2 separate regions of the Gossypium arboreum genome follow, and region 2 is linked to region 1. The links are chromatin contacts, called in public Hi-C maps. All regions are on one chromosome and are shown on one strand. Each heading gives the region's core, a stretch centred on a gene start, on an enhancer-like site or on the middle of the called end of the contact. The rest is flanking DNA. Distances are from core to core; before and after follow the strand shown.

Region 1 (4,790 bases), core at 841-3,340:
TAACAAAAATGTAGAAAAGATGTTATAATAATACACGTTTGATTGCATCGGAATAAATTTTAATTATGTACCATATTTTCTATAATATACTAAGCGGAATACTTTAGATTTTATTAATTTAAGTGATAATTATTTTTAACATTAATATTATTGTATCTACTCTTTTAGATACAATGTTTAGAGCTATTCATAACCCTCCCCAATCTTGAACCTACATCCCTGACGACAACAATACCAATGTCAATCAATTAAAACTCAATCAACATATATTTAATTATTAAATTATGTATATTATAGTATTAAATAATAAAATTTTATAATCAATTAATAACATAAATGCAAAAGTAGTAATAAATAATTGGTTAAAATATGCCATAAGTTCATGTATATTTTGTAAATTTAGAATTTCGTCTCTATAATTTTATTTCTAGAAATTTAGTTCTCTACTTCTTAGATTTCAAAATTCAACTTTAACTATTAATCTTTGTTAAGATTATTTTGTAAAATACAAATTCAATGCAACGTTATTTTTTTAAATTACATTACTACCAAGTGTTTTAATTTATTTCAAAATGTCATACTAATAAATTTAACAAAAGAATTAACAGTGTTAATAATTGGACTTGAATTTTGAAATATAAAAGTAGAAGAGCTAAATTCTTATAAATAAAAGTATAGGGACTAAATTCCAAATTTGTGAAGTGTACATGGACATATAGCACATTTTAACATAAATAATTTTCTTTTGATAGAACCTAAATAATTTTTAGTACAAGTGAAAAATGTTATGCATCAAATAATAAATGGTATATAATATAAAATTTAATAATAAAATATAATTTTAAATTTTATAATTACAATTTTAAAATAAGTAAGTAAAATTAAACATTTATATAAATATCATAATCTTTAAAATACCTAATTGAGAATATATTTATGCGGTAGAAAAATTAAAATAGAACGATTACATAGTTAATTTTATTATATTATGTTTTAAATTTTATTATATATATTTATATGTTGAAATTAAATTTAAATTTTGTCTGCCATTCTCTAGCATGGGTTTTCATCCGTCCTCGTTGACATGCTTGTTTCTTTTCAATTTTTTTGCGGTTTTAGTTCGATTTTGTGTAGTTTTTTAGGGTCCAATGGAGGACGAGATGGCGGATCTTTGTCTCGTTAATGAGGAAGAAGTTGCCTTCTAGGAGGATCCTAAGGCGTCTGATCATGATCTTCAATTCCATCTCGTTGGAACTTGCCTAATGGACATTGTTGTCCACTTTCCATCTTCTTGAAACACAATGGTCGACCTCTGGCACCCAATTGGAAGAATTGCCATTACAGATTTGGGTGAAAAACGATATCCGTCTAAATTTTTTTATGCAGTTGATATGAAAAGGGTGTTAGATGGATTGTCGTGGTTTTTTTAAATAATAATCTTCTTCTGCTTCACAAAATACGACTAAATGATGATCCCTTAACAATCAATCTCAACCATGTTGTGTTTTGGATACAAATGCATAATTTGCCATCGGGTCTGAAGGCAGAAACAATGGCAAGGTGATTTGGATCTTTCTTGGGCGACTTTCTCGGGTATGATACCAAGATCCCATCTTTAGGGACACACTAGTATATGCGAATAAGGGCACGGTTGGATGTGAGATTAGCCCTTAAATGGAAAAAAAAAAGGTTCAATTGGGGGATAAAATGTACTATGCCATGTTTAAGAATGAAAAACTGAGTCTATTTTGTTTCATTTGTGGAAAGCTTGACCATGGGGAAAGTTTTTGTCCGATAAAAGTTTGTGTAGACTCAAATAAGATTGTTTTCGACTGGGATATCACACTAAGAACATCAACAAGGGGAGGGTTGACGAAGACTAACAGATGATTGTAGTAGCCGGATAGAACGAGTAGCCAGATTCCAAAAAAGGAAAGAGGTTTGACCATGCATAATTCAAGGGATTTCTTATGTTATATGGGTTCTTATTCTAATCAGGGATTTGTTGCCACTAATGTGGGGATGTTGTCTATAATTAATGTGGGTCCTAAAGATGGAATGGGGCCAAGCGATCCCGGAGATACTATTACTGGGCTCATGGATTTGGAGTCTAATGGAGAAAGTAGTCCCACTCATATTGATGACGTAAAAAAGCATCAAGGGACTTTGGTTAGCATTTCTGTGATTTTAGGAGATTCAATTGTGTCACATGGACAACATGATTTATCATTGGCTCTACTAGGCACGACAGTCGGGCATTATGAAAATTTTCAGCTAGAACGTTCGTGGACTGGGAAATCCACGGGCAATTCACCATCTTAGGAATCACCTGAGAGAAGTTCGTCCCTAGATTTTGTTTTTGATGGAAACAAAAATAAGTGCGAGGAAAATGAAAGGTGTTTGACGAAAATGTGGATTTCATAATAGTATGAAGTAGGTGTTGAGGGTTCGAAATGTAGGTTATGTCTAGGGTGGAAGTAACATGATATGGTCATTCTTTGAAGTTTTTCACATCACCATATCGACATTGAAATCCAAGAAGAATAGGATGAGTTGAGCTGGCAATTTATCGAGTTCTATGGAAATCTAGATGAATGATTGAAAGGATATTCTTGGGATTTGCTCTATCAGTTGGGTAGTGATCAAAGTCTCCCTTGGTTGATTGTTGGTGATTTCAACGAAATTGCTTTTTCTTTCGAGAAAAATGGAGATCGTATACGGGTAGAGAAAAATATGTTAGCTATTCTTTTGGCATTATCCGATTGGAATCTTAATGACCTGGTTTTTTTGAAAGGTGGTATACTTGGAAAAGAGGCATATTTGCAGAAACAAATATATGTGAGACCGAGCAAAGGTTGCTAATTAGGCATGGTGGGAACAGTTCTCTGCATTTTCTGTAGCTTACTTATGTCACTCAATTTCTGATCATTGTCCTTTTTTGGTAAATACAAGGGGACAGAATCATTCACATCATGGGAATAATAAAAGGCAGTTTTGATTTAATGTGAATTGGTGCTTAGAAGATGACAACGAGAAAGTAATTAGGAATTATTGGGAGTCTATTTCGGAGAAACTACCTACAAAACTTGAAGGTTGGGCAAACAACTAATTGTTTGGAATTCAATAATAAAGAGAAATCGAAAAGCACATAAGCCAAAGCTAGTTGATAGAATGAAGGAACTACATAAGGTAGAACCGACTAATAATAATCTTGCTAAATTTTACCGAAATCCAGTTAAGCTTGAATCTAAAGACAGACAAGGAGAAAATATTTTGGGAACAAAGGGCTCGAACCAATTGGCTCTCTCATGGAGATCGCAATACTACTTTCTTTCACAAAGTGGACATAGGGAGGAAAAAAATAAAAAATAATTAAAGGGCTTGAGAATGAAAATGGAAGATGGCTATCTGATCATGATGGTGTTCTAAAAATAGTATCTGGGGTATTTCAATAAGCTATTCACGACATCCGAAGAGGGAGAGACTTTACGTATATTTGAAAAATGTATAATGTAGGATATCAGATGAAATGCATGAACAACTGTTACAACCATTTTCTAAAGAGGAGGTCTGGAATGCAGTCAAGACTATGGGGCCATTAAAGGCTCTCGGGATTGACAGATTTCCATCTTTGTTTTTCAAAGATATTAGTACATCTTATGACTAGAGGTTACTTCTTATTGTCTTAATGTGCTTCGAGGTGATGTTGTAGTTGAGGATATTAATGCCACACATATCATTTTGATTCCCAAGGTTAGTAAACCACGCACTATTATGCAATTTAGACCTATTAGCCTCTGTACTATTATATACAAAATTATTGCTAAGGTCATTGTAAACTGAATGAGTGATTTCCTAAATTTCTGTGTTATGAGCCACGAGGGGCTTTTATATAGAGTAGGCAATTTTTTGATAATATCTTGGTCGCTTATGAGATTCTTTACATTTTGAAAAGAAAGAAATGGGGTAAGAAAGGTAATTTTGCTCTAAAACTCAACATGTGCAAGGTCGTGATGATGCTAAGGTTGGGATTTCATGCAGATTAGGTGACGTTGATGATAAGATGTGTAGCTTTTGTCACGTACACAATGGGAATCAATGGAGGCTGTAGTGACAGTTTTGTTCTGTCAATGAGTTTAAGCCAGGGAGATCCACTCAGTCCTTTTCTGTTTCTGCTATGTGTTGAAGGGTTATCAATGATCCTGGTCGTTGCTCAAAAAGAAAATTTAATACGAGGGGTTTGTGTAGGGAGAGGGCGTGTGACCATTAATCATTTATTTTTTGCAGACAATAGCATCATTTTTAGGGAAGCTATAAAGGAACAAGCGAAGAATGTCCATAGAGTGATATCAGAATATGAGAAAGCTTTTGGTCAAACGATTAACTATGATAAGTCTTAGATATATTTCGAGGCAAATGAGTATGAACAAATGAGTATGAAAGTGACAGAAACACTGTAAGTAGTACATTAAGGGTTTGGGTGTCTTTGAATCCTAAAAAATATCTCAGCTTGCCTATGATGGTGGGGAGGAAATAAAAATGGACTTTTGCGCATTAAGTGGATAAAATTCATAGTAGAGTGGAGAGTTGGAATTTGTGGCTCTTATTTATGGGTAGGAAATAAACTTTGATAAAGTTAGTTTTGCAAGCTCTACTTGTATATGCGATGCGATGTTTTCTTTTTTCGAAAACTGTGTTTTAAATTAGAAAACGTACTTGATAATTTCTAGTGAAGAGCTTCTAAATCGTTAAAAGGCATTCATTAGAGTTCTTGGAGGTATTTATGCCTG
Region 2 (4,790 bases), core at 722-3,221, 81 kb before region 1:
TAGAAACATATTCTTCTGTCAAATTCTCAACGTACAATCCATTCTTTGGATCGTCCTTTATCTGGAAAGCGATGTCCAACAAACCAATTATGCACCAACCTGAAGCAATAAACCCTGGGAAGCTGTTTGAATGGGAAAATAAGTATAGGCAAACATTTACCTCAAGGTTCCTTTGAGTTGGATCGAGTAAATCCCCAATTTGCTCATTGTAAATCTGAAAATAAACGTACAGAAAGCATTACATTATGTCTAACAAAAGGTCCAGACATTGTTACAAGCATTCAGATTCAGGACGGCAAACTAGACTACTTCAATCCAGTATATACCTCAAGAAAGGAGCAACGACACTGATAATTTGTCTGTCTCCCATCAGAGTTCTCTTGTTCCTACAAAATTTAAACGTGTGAAGCAATGAACTACACTTCCAAACTCCAAAGTCCTAATACTCATTTTCTAATAAAATTCAGAATAAGGAAAACAGAAGAGCATACCCTTTGAATCTCAGAGAACAGCATTTGGAAGATACGAGGAACAATCCCCTGGTGGCTCGCAGGTGAAGGGTCCTCAACCATGGCGCTTGGTGGACCCCACATTGTATAAGTCTTTCCACTTCCAGTCTATTGACAAGTAATTTTGCATAAACCATGGTTACTTTATACACAACTCACCGTCAAATTTTATTGTTATGAATGCTCATCAAACAGATAAAGAGCTTAAAATATATTTATATATTCTAAAGAGTACCTGTCCATACGACAAAACTGAAGTGTTGTAACCAGCTAATGCATTTTTAACCAAAGGAACACCAATTAGTTGAAAGACATTCTCCTGGTAGCCACCAAAAAAATACAGTTTATTATGAGTCAACACACCCTTTTTTTCTAAAAAGGAAAAATATAAATGAAGATATAAAAATTGATTCTGCTGACTAACCTGACTGGAATTTGCATCAAGAACAGAATCGAATGTGAATTTGCGGCCACCGACTGATAAAGAATCTGAAGAAACCTTCGTCACTGTTCGATCCACTTCTTTTTCTTGACCATTTATGGGTCTAATTCTCACTACCACCTATTTGTTCACAAAAAAATATGAAAATTGAGTCAAACTTAAAAAGCAAGTTCGGTTTTCAACTTTGCTAAAGATTGAAAAAACCCAGAAGAAGTTCAAAACCTTGTTTAGAAATATGCTAAAAGCTTTAAAATTATGAGAACTGTGTTGCACTGAAATTGCGTTTACCTTGACGGATGGATCTAAATTCGTCAAATCTCCATTTTGTTCTTCGGATTCAACCATATCTTTCTGCTTAAATTCCAAACAATGGTTCAACATATATCATTTTTTTTTAAAATAATAATAAGAAGAAGGAAATACTGATGTTGTTTAACTATACCTTGACGGAAGAGTCCATAGAAAGCGGAATTTGGGGATGAGCGTCAGATGGGTTCACGAAGGAGTCAGAAGTAAGCGATTTGGAGAGTGGAGATTTGGGGGAAAACTGAGCAGAATTATTTATTTGAATAATGTTGGGATCTGGTGGAGGACTGTTTTCAGAGTTGGATTTCTTGATGCTTTTCTTAAGTTTTGATTTAGGAAGCAGATTTCGAAGCGAAGAAGTCGAAATGCTTCCCAAAAACCGGCCATTCTCGGCAACGGCGGCTTCTGCAGTTGATTTCATTGTTTTCACTCTCGTATTTTGGGAGTTTTCAGAAAAAAGAAGAAGGTATAGAGAAGAAGAAGAAGAAAGATTTGAGATCTCTGAGAAAGAGAGAGAGTGAGGGACGGCTTCGAATTTGAATTTAAATTTAAATTTGAATTTGTAGAGAAGCAGAAAGAGGGTGATGGGAAGTTTTTGTTTGTGAGAAGCGGATGGAGATGACCGTTGTGGTTTTCGAACTCTTAAATCTTTAGATCTAGCTGTGTGTTTTATTAGCTCCAAATGACCATAATATCCTTCATGGTCATACCCTTTGCTTTTCTCCTTAGGGTCGGTTGTAAAACGTTTTAAAGAAAATATCTTCTCCATATTTTTGTGTTTGGTTCAAATAAAACAATTTGATGAATAGAAAATAAACATTTTTCTTTTATTTTATTCAAAATTTAACTTATATCAAACTTAATATTATTATATTAATAATAAATTATTAAACATACATATTTAATTATTTATATTTAGTCATATAATAAATTATTAATATAATAATATAATTTATTATTTTAATAAACTATTTAATATTTTAATTTTATTTTAATAATAAATTTTTATTACAATTATAATATATTAATAATAAATGTTTTGTAGTATAAAGGTTAAATATATCATAAGTCTATATATTCTTCATAAATTTATAATTTAGTCTCTATAATTTTGTTTTTAAGAATTTAGTTCCTCTATTTTTCAAATTTGAAAATCAAGTCCAATTATTGACATTGTTAAATTTTTTTGTTAATTTTGTTAATGTCACATTTTTAAATAAAAATACTCACTTGATAGTCATACAACTAAAAATGACATTATAATGAATCTAAATTTAACAAAATATTTTTAATATATGCAAAAACAATGTAAAATATAAAATTTATAGATATAAAATAAATTCAATTAAATAATAAAAAGATGAAAATCCTATATGAATGTTTATTTCATTGAAAATAGCTTTTATAAAATATTTCTAAGAAATTTGTCAAACAACAAAAATATTTTATATAAATTCATCCAAAACACTAGAAAATATTAAATTTTTCAAAAAATAAATTATTTTTAAAAATTATTTTCAGAAGTAATTTTCAATAAAACAAATAAACCGTATTATCAAAAGAAAACCAAATGGGGTTCGGTTAAAAGTACTACAGGGTCCCTTAACTATATTTCAGATTGAATTTTAGTTCTTTTTATTGAAGAGAGTAAAATAATTCTTCCTTCAAATACTTATTTTGGTGTTTTGTGTTTAAGAGATAATAGTAATTTTAGTTCTTGATCTTTACATTTTTATTCAATTTGGTCTCTACTCTTTTTATTTAGAGAAAATTAACCTTCAAAATTTTCATTACTGACACGGTATTATAATTCCGAAAATTATGAAAAAAATCTCTTAAAATATACCCAAATTCATTAAAATACTTGTATAATTTTTTGAAATTTTTATGTTTTCATTTTTTTCATTTTGAAGAGTTTTCCATAATTTTGAAATAAAAATTTTTATTCATATATTCTTTTTTAATATTTTTAAATTATTTACTAATATGACATGTAAGATAAAATAGTATTACATCAACAATGAAAGGTTAAGAGCCAATTTGCTTCAAATAAAACAATAGGGGCCAAATTGAATAAAATTATAAAGGTTAAAACTAAATTGTACCTCATAAATACAACACGAAAACAAGCATTTTATGGGATAACTAACGAATGAACTATTTGCTCATTCATGTAACGTACGGAGACCAATTTACTTATTTTTCAATAGAAAAACTAAAATGCAATCCAAATATAATATAAGGATGGCTATGATACTTTCACCAATAATTTATATTTGGTATCACACTTATAATATGAATTCATTTGCTTAGAGTGTGTTATAAATGTTTTTATCATCGCTGATTGAGTTTTAGCTCAATTGGCATCGTATGGTTTCAAGTGCGTTGAAATGCATTATCCTCTTATTTAAGGGTTAAATATAATATAATATTAAATTTGATAATATTATCACTTAATTCGTATTTGGTAGCTCTAGAGGTTATATTAGAAAATAAAATTTAATAAAAGATAATATAATATTAAATGCAATAAAATAATTAATTTATTCTATATTAAGTGATAAGTAAGTCCCTCTATTTATCATTTTCTATACTTTTTGTTAATAAGTCCCTCTATTTATCATTTTCTATACTTTTTGTTAAAATTATTCTATCCAATAGTTATTATCATAGGTTATTAAACGTATTTAAAAATTAAGTTATTTAAAATATTAACTTTTAATTGATTGAATTTTTCAACACTATATCAAATGAATCTAACTTGAAATTTTATTTTACTTACGATTTTATTATCATGTAGAGAAATTATTGTCAATTTATTCACATTCAAAAACATGTCAAGCAATTTTCAAGGTAAAACATGTTTCATTTAGGATATAATGAAATGTTAAAAGAAATTAGAAGGTATAATCTCAAACTTTTTTATAGTGAGGGATCGAAATAGAATTCTATTTTTTAGGGCAAAACAGAAATTTTATCATTTTAATAATTAGAGCATTATAGAAAATAAGGATTTAATATGGAATTTTACCAAATCAAAAGGGTCAAAGCCTATACCTATCTTTTTGTTGCCACCCTTTATTTTATAAATTTAAAATAAGTTTAATTAATTTGTACACTAGTGGATAGAAGGATCTGAATTCATCTTCAACTCTTCTCACCCATAAATGAAAAAAGAAATTGATTGTAATTAGTCAAATAATGAAAATCATTATATTAAATAGGTTAAAGCATGCATTTGTAATTTAATTTCAAGAAATTTAGTTTGTTTATTTTACAAATTTTATAAAAGAAAATTTAAAGTAACAATAACAACTAGACCTAAATTTGATAAAATATATAAATTAAGTTTGGTAAAGATAACATTATTTATTTGAAAATATGGTCTTTTATTAAGAAACTAAATTAATTTGAAAGAAAAGAAAGTTTTGAGATGTTAAAAGTTGTGAAAGAATCATTACAAGTAAACATTACTTTTATTATCATTTTCTTTTTGGTTTCTAGAAACATTACGGAAGCAACGGGCAATTTAA

The links. Hi-C and Micro-C count contacts between places; a contact is called where the count stands out from the background.
Region 2: a contact with region 1 is called in a Hi-C map of leaf, with 3 times the contacts expected there. The contact joins the promoter of LOC108464288 here to the enhancer-like site in region 1. A contact is called at or near these places in 2 of 5 Hi-C or Micro-C datasets (both in leaf).

What each region holds. Positions count from the first base shown.
Region 1 is chr13:110,363,586-110,368,375 of ASM2569848v2, reverse strand. No RefSeq gene overlaps it. Among protein-coding and RNA genes, the nearest start is that of LOC128286718, 4.5 kb to the right of the region's middle. Within about 2 kb of position 2,090, at least 2 of the 2 cell types and tissues checked have an H3K27ac peak or open chromatin away from gene starts, as enhancers often do. A contact at or near this core is called in leaf, where this site is marked.
Region 2 is chr13:110,444,916-110,449,705 of ASM2569848v2, reverse strand. It overlaps LOC108464288 (kinesin-like protein KIN-12F), which reads right to left and starts at 1,971. Exons shown (of 16, transcript XM_017764502.2): 1 at 1,394-1,971; 2 at 1,240-1,302; 3 at 934-1,071; 4 at 745-828; 5 at 492-617; 6 at 327-386; 7 at 161-214; 8 at 1-61. The coding sequence starts at 1,678.